Linked DNA regions of Mus musculus: region 1 is linked to region 2. Evidence: chromatin contacts called from public HiChIP or PLAC-seq data. All regions are on one chromosome and are shown on one strand. The core of a region is the stretch at or near the end of the contact, and the rest is flanking DNA. Distances in the headings are between cores, read along the strand shown. Region 1 has its middle 20 kb from the start of 9530027J09Rik. Region 2 holds the start of Xpnpep2 (X-prolyl aminopeptidase (aminopeptidase P) 2, membrane-bound).

The links. HiChIP or PLAC-seq counts read pairs in DNA pulled down with a chosen protein or histone mark.
Region 1: a contact with region 2 is called in an H3K27ac HiChIP or PLAC-seq map of embryonic stem cells, with 5 read pairs. The contact joins the enhancer-like site here to the promoter of Xpnpep2 in region 2. A contact is called at or near these places in 6 of 39 promoter capture datasets (the C10 cell line, the HPC-7 cell line, embryonic stem cells and 3 more), 4 of 115 datasets of contacts at active chromatin or transcription factors (embryonic stem cells and memory CD8 T cells) and 2 of 9 other capture datasets (adipose tissue and liver).

What each region holds. Positions count from the first base shown.
Region 1 is chrX:48,303,843-48,307,415 of GRCm38.p6, reverse strand. No RefSeq gene overlaps it. Among named protein-coding and RNA genes, the nearest start is that of 9530027J09Rik, 20 kb to the right of the region's middle. Within about 2 kb of position 1,860, at least 6 of the 459 cell types and tissues checked have an H3K27ac peak or open chromatin away from gene starts, as enhancers often do. A contact at or near this core is called in embryonic stem cells, where this site is marked.
Region 2 is chrX:48,106,538-48,110,347 of GRCm38.p6, reverse strand. Xpnpep2 (X-prolyl aminopeptidase (aminopeptidase P) 2, membrane-bound) reads right to left here and starts at 1,623. Exons shown (of 21, transcript NM_133213.2): 1 at 1,154-1,623. The coding sequence starts at 1,202.

The DNA of each region.
Region 1 (3,573 bases), core at 611-3,110, 200 kb before region 2:
AATTGTTCATTGTGTAGATTCCTGTTGTGTTTTCAAAGCTCCTAGGCATACTGTTTCCTTTGTTCTTTACCCCTGACCACCTCAGCAATGCCCTTAATGACACAGGCCCTTGCCAAAGACAATTACAGAAGCACCTGTTTCCCATCCTCTACATTCACATCCAATTATCCCCCAAGAAATCGATTGCGATCTCTACTTTCACTTAGGCATCTCCACAGATGTCTGTCCTTACACTTTGAAAAGTTAATTTTTAACTTAGCATACAAAGTCATTAAAATACCAAATGCCTCACAAATGTGCTTGCCGTTCTTGAACAGGGGTCGTACTAATTCCTGTGTTCCAATTTTGGTACACGAACTGCCGAAGCGAACACTGTCATTACACTTAATGGAAGCCAAGGCATACTCAGACCTTTTGGTGCCGTGTGTACACCGACATACTTTAGCCTCAGAGGATCATCTTCTCTTTCAGCTTATGATCTTTCTTGGTACTAGGCTCTAGTCTGCCTTCTGAGCCCATGCTCCAACGGCGGCTTCCTTAAGAAGTTATGTTTCTGCTAACCAGAGTTAGCACCTCCAATGCTTGGTAGCACTCACAGGTCTGTTTTTGAGATAGATCTCATGAATCCTACGTTGGCCTGGACTCACTGTACATAACCAAAGATGTCACTCATGGTCTGATCCTCCTGCCTCTTCTCTTCCAAGTTCTAGGAGTAGAGTCGAGTACCACCTGGTTTTATGCGTGCAAAGCAAGTGCCACACTAGCTGACCTACATCTCCTGTAAACTCAGTTTTGGGTGTGTATGTTGAGGGGTGGGGTTACCTTCTCGCTATGTACTCCAAGCTGGCCTAGAACTTGAGATCTTCCCACCACGGTCTTCAGAAGGCTAGAGAGGCAACTTGCATGCCATCAAGGTTGTGCCCTAAACTCAATTTTGCTTTCACCCAAATGGTAGGCCAGAATGTAAGCACTGTAGCCACCATCAGGCCTTAGGGACCTGATGGAGAGGAAAGGTACTGTAGCCCTTTCCCAGCTGAGTGGTAAAAGATATAAGGGACTAGGAGAGGGTGTGGAGAGGAAGGGGGAGCTTTCCTTAGGCCATTTCTTTCTTCCTTAGGTAAAGTCTTGACAATTACATTTCTGAGTTTCTCTAATCTGAGAGTAGAACCATCAAGTAGATGGCTTACTATGGTGTTAGTAAAGCTCACCAGGCATGTCCCTGAAAGGTGGCCCTCTAGCTTCAGGACAGAGGTGTCCTTAGTCCTTGGCCAGAAGGTTTGGTCTGGAGCAGGCAGGTCTGGGCTCCAGGGAATGAGAAAAAAAAGGAAAAACCTACCAGAGTTCTAGGAGGAATGGGGTCAAAGGGGCAATCCTGGGGGTGAGAGTTAATTTTAAGGTGAAATGTTCATCTTAAATCAGTAGAAAAGAATGTATTGTTTAGTGAATGGTTTTGCAGTGTGTGACTATTGGAGGAAAATAAGTTAGCACTTCATGTCATCACCCAAGAAAATCGTAAAGTGATATAGTGATAACCAGTTAGTGATGGCTTTCAGAGATGGGACTGGGGGATGAAGCCTAAGGCCATACACATACTAAGCATGTGCCCTAACACTGAGCTAGCTACTCAGTCAAGTTCTTGGTTGCAAGATACGGCACCTAGTCCTAATGAAAGCACACAAAGCTTTTTGCTGGCAGCTATCTGTGATCTTGTGGTGACTAAAACTGCGAAGAACCGGGGCAGAGAAACAGCTCGGTTAGTGAAGTACTCCTCTAGCATGTTATGAATCCCTGTGTCCTAGCCCCAGTGCCAGAGAAACCTGAGCATGGTGGCACACACCTCTAATTCCAGCAAGAACTGGAGGCAGGGAGGTCAGAAGTTCAAGGTCAGCTTCAGCTACAAAGCAATTTTGAGGCCAGCTCTAAGTTGCACAAGACCTGCTCAAAAACAACCCCCAAACAACAACAACAACAACAACAAAACAAAAACCACGAAGCATCAGCTTCATAAAGAGGAATGCTGTACAGCCAGGTCCATGTCACAGGCCTGACTTGCTTAGGATGCCTTGACACTGGGGTCCCCTTCAGAGACTTGCTGCTATTCTAGACACAGGTACCTTCAGGATTCATTGCTCCTCCCCTGCCACTCCCGCCCCCACCCGCCCGCCCCTCCGCTCCAAGCATTGTAATGCTAAAATCCAGAGGGAGCTATAGTATCTGGCTAGCAAGCTCTAGGTGGCATATTTGACCTAGCTGCTAGTGGACTTACTTTAAATTATCTGGGAACTGGGATATTGAGCCACCAAAACTAGGAATATCAGTGCTGGAGAGATGGCTAAGTGGTTAGAGCACATGCTCTTAAAGCTCTTGAACTGGACCCGAGTTTAGCTCCAAAAATCCTTATCAGGTGGTTTCACAATTTCATAGAGCCCCAGTCCCACTGGGATCTGAGGCCACCTGTGTACACCCCCGACACACACTTCATTAAAAATAGTACCCCAAAAACCTTTAAAAAAAAACCTCAAACTGTTCATTATAGTTACTGACTTTTTTTGTTTTTGGTTTTGGTTTTGGTTTTTCGAGACAGAGTTTCTCTACAGCCCTGGCAGTCCTGGAACTCACTTTGTAGACCAGGCTGGCCTCGAACTCAGAAATCCACCTGCCTCTGCCTCCCAAGTGCTGGGATTAAAGGTGTGCGCCACCATGCCTGGCTCTGACTTTTTTTTTAAGTCATGGTTTCACTATGCAGCTTTGGGTAGCCTGGAACTCATAACATAGAACAGGCTGGCTTTGAACTCAAATTCACAGAGATCTGCCTGCCTCTGCTTCTCAAGTGCTGGGATTAAAAGTGCGTACCACTATGCCTGGTGTGCCACTATGCCTGGGTCAGTTGCTGACTTGCCTTTTTTTTTTTCTTTTTTTTTTTTTTTGGACAAGGTTCTACTCCTTTAATCTTAGCATTTGGGATGTCAAAGCAGGTGAATCTTTGGGAGCTCAAGGAGGCCCGTCTGGTCTACAGATAGAGTTACAGGGCAGCTAAGGCTACATATAGAAACCCTGTGTTGAAAAGTCAAGCCAAATAACAACAACAAAAAAAAAAAAAAAAAAAAAGGAAAGAAAGAAAAAAAAGAAAGGAAGAAAGAAAGAGAGAAAAGAAAAAGTGATTCTCTTGCCTCTACTTCTCCAGTGTTGGGGGTTACAGATACCACTATGCTCAGCTAGTATCTCCATTAAAAAACACATTTATTTATTTATTCATTTATTTATTTATTTATTTATTTATTTATTTATTTATGGAGGTGTCCCATGTCACACATGTGGAGACCAAATGACGACTTTTGGGAGTCTGTTTTCTTCCTCTACCACTTGGATCCCCAGGGTTAACTCAGATCAGGCTTGGTGGCCAGTAACTTTACCTTCAGAGCCATCTCACAGGCTGTTAGTATCACCATTTTATAGACAAAGCTGAAGATACCTTCGATCACACAGCTAGTCAGTAAGTACTGGGTGAAGCTGAGACTTGGTACCAGCTTCCTTTGCTTTAAAGACCATGCTCGGGCTGGAGATGTAACTCAG
Region 2 (3,810 bases), core at 374-2,873:
GAGATCCTTCCTAACCTGAAAGTCCAGTGATCTCTTACAGCCCTTCTTTCTACCTCTTGACACTTATAAAGGGACATACTTCCCTGGGGCCATGGAAGGATGGAGTTGCCATACCTTATAAGTGGCTTGAGAAGCAGATAGAAGGAAAGGAGCTGGGCTGGAACATCATGAAAGCTCTGCTTGAATGACTTGGTCTCATAAATTCAAAGAAGCGATGATACCCATACTGTTCATCTAAGAAAATGCACTCCCAATTCTGGCGGAGCAGCTCTCCAGCAAAATAGCAGTGCTAACATGCCAACATAGGAAGTGAGACCTAGCCAATCCACGTTCATCTGAATACCAGCCAGGGTCTATCATTCTCTCTGTTTTCTTTGGTACAGGGTGGTACCAACGAGATAACTGGATGCTGAATTAATCAACAGGTCCTGCTGTCAGAGGACAAAGAGAAATATTTTCCTAGGACCAGGGATAGTGATGGGAAGCTGAACTGGGTACTTATTTGGAAACAAACAGGCCACAGGTTATGTCACATCTCCCCTTGATCTCTTTTCTTGACAAAACCTCAACATTGACCTATTGTACCTGCCCTGTCCTGCCAGGTCTTTATTGTCCTAGCAAGAATTCTGCTAAGTCAGTTTAGAGAAAACTTCCACCCTTCAATATCTGATCACCTTCAAGATCAGATCAGAGTCTTTATTCCCCACCCCTTAGTACCTCATCACCTTGGCCAGCCTTCAGTAAGAATCCTGTTAAGTCAGTTTAGCAAGAATACGCCATCCTTGGACCTCAAGGATTCCTCTTAGTAACTTTCTGGCAGCAAGCCCTCCAGTACTCACTAGTTCTACATCCCTAACAGACTGTGTTGTGTGTGTGTTCCACCTGGCTCCCTTCTGCAAGGCCTTTCGTGCAGTCATTTTTAAAAAGCCATCAACCTCACAAGTGACGCAATCACTTTGTCTGGGCATGGAAAGGGGCCAAACTAGATTTGATCCAAGTCATGAAGGCCCCACCAGGGGCCTTTTCTGCAAGATAAAGTGACAAAGAGAAAAAAAGATAACCTGGGTCCTAGCCCTTACTCCAAACTTTTCTGAGCCTGGAGAGAGAGAGAGAGATCAGAGCTGCCTGCTGGGAGTGGCTGGGGTGCACATACCACAGAGGAGAACAAGCCAGGGGTAGCACTGCCAGTAGGCTTGGGCCATTGGGTCTCCAGATGCAGGCGACGAGTAGATCAAGGGACTGGAGAGAGGGTTGGGTTGTTTGGTGGCCTCTTCTTCCAGGCCTTTCCTGGGCAGAAGCAAATAAGGTTGATGGCTGTGTCTCGATGTTAGATGAGGATCCTTCTGTAATCTTTTGTTTCAGGAAGTCTGGGAAGCCACCGTGGAGAGTGTGCCTCGGGCTGCCCAAGCAACCTGTGCTGGTTTCTTGTGGCTTAGGGTAGGTAGGGTGTGAGCCTGCCCCTGGGCAGAGTCCAAAGATCTCTGAGATGGACGAGCAACAGCTGGTCTCAATCACCCAGCCTCTCCCAGCCCCCCTCTTCAGCAGCTCTACCCTAGCAGTTTCTGAATTCTGTTCCCCACCCTCCAGCAAGCTGTTTCCTATTAGCTCACATCAGGCACTGGTGCAGCCCTGCTTTTGCTTTGGGATAGATATTTGCTCCTACTTCTATTCCTCCTCTAAGCCCTCCTGTGTCAAAAAAAAAAAAGCCAGTGAATGAGTGTATGAGTGTTCTCCCACTCCCACACCCAGATCAGGAATGTTGATTGCAACTGGGGAGAGGGGTTACTGTCTTACAACTGGTAACTGAGTTACAATTGGTGGCATGACTTTCCCCACTAGTCCATCCTAAAATATACCAGCAGACCTTCCCTGGGGATCCCCCAGTGCCATTCAGCTGCATGTTCTGGGCTTTGCAAAGCCTAAGCTGCTTAGGGGCCTTGATATCTGGAATGCCTTTGAAGGCCCAAATATCTGCAGGGACCAGGGGATGCAGCTGAAGTTAGAATACCCCAAAGGAGGAGTCTGAGGGGTCTGAGAAGACAGCAAACTGGAAATACTCTTGACATAGCTTCCCGAACAGAACTCACTGGGAGGGAAGCAGAAAGCTGAAAAGCAGAAATCATGTGTGTGTGTGTGTGTGTGTGTGTGTGTGTGTGTGTGTGTGTGCTGGCAGGCACATGCACTCACCCCCTGTACTCTGTCCCATCAGGGAGTGTCACGCCACACTGATTCTAAGACAGCTCCAAGGAAAGGCTCTCTAGAACCTCTGGGGTCCTGTGAGCCCAGAAAGAAATTCTTCCAAGTAACAATGATTCATTTCAATAAGGGGTTTTGTAGCAAAAGATCAGCCCAGCCATGTGGTGGTGGCACACACCTTTAATCCCAGCATTTGGGAGTCAGAGGCAGGCAGATTTCTGAGTTCAAGGTCAGCCTGCTCTACAAAGTGAGTTCCAGGATAGCCAGGACTACAAAGAGAAACCCTGTCTCAAAAAAACCAAACCAAAACAAACCAAACCAAAACAAAACAAAACAAAAAAACCAGCCCAGTCTAGTCTTGATTTTATAATCCTCCTGCCTCAGCCTCCTGGCTACTAGGGTTACAGGCATTGACCATCATGTCTAGCTTTGACTTTATTTCTAATGTAACCATAATAAATTGTTGGTGGCTTTCAACAATCCATTTAAGAATGATGAAGCATTCATTCCTACGGGAGATTTGGGGGGGGGGGTTCGTGAAGTCCCACCCTTCTCTGAGGTAACTGATTGCCTTTAAGAGAGGGAGAGTCTGTTTTCAGATATGTGCTCCTAAGAGGCTTTCCGTGCTCCAGTGGGTATTCCCACACCCACTAACTGGACTCAGAGTATTTAAAAAAAAAAAAGGTGCAGTATGTTGGGAGGGGAAAAAGGTACATGGGATAGTAGAGGAGTTGGAGTGGAAAGAATAGGGGTGCTTTGATCAAAATACATTTTATGTGTGTATGAAATTATCAAGCAATAGAAAAGAACGATGAGGTAGAGCCTTCTGTAGAGGGAAGGGGGGTCTTTCTGGGACCCCCTGACAAGGCAGAGTCAAGCTAAGTGAGGATACTCCTTGACCTCTGTCTTCAGGGGAAAGCAAAGGGCAGAAGACCCCAGCCTCAGGGCCAAGAACTGGGAGAGAACTCTGTGTCATTCCATGACTGCCAAAGCTCTTGTCTTCCCCTCCATCCTGTCCCCTCTTTCCCACCCTTTCCATGACTGGTGAAGACGTAATTCCCAGAAATCGGAGGATAGAGGAAATGGCCACTCAAAGGCACTCACCTCCTGTTTAGGCTGGAGCAAATACCTCACAGGACAAGCACGGGTTCATGCAGAGATAGCCTTTCGGGGACAGTTACTGTCTACGGTCATCTGTGTGGCCTTGGGCGTTGATTTCACCTCTCTGAGCCCTCAGTTTCTTTACCTGTAACATGCTGTTACTGAAACATGACAGCCTGGTTCGACAAGGAGCAGAGCATCAGTGGGGTAATCTGTCCTTATAAAGCAGCTGCCTGACAGAGCAAAGCCCAAAGGCTTTGTGCTTGTTCATGGGCATGCTTCACCAGCAGCAAAGCAAGTCTCAACTACACTTTGTCCTTTCTGTCCCTGGCACCAACATTGCTGAAATGGCAGTTATTGCTACAACAGTAAACCTCAGTGAGACCTATGTTTCAAAAGCAATCCAACAACCCAGGCATCCTGCCTTCACCTTCTGAACTCTGTCCTGGGATGTCTCTGCTTAGTACTTAAGCCTTCCACTTCCATCCCCTGGGACCTTGACTTGGCCTTGGT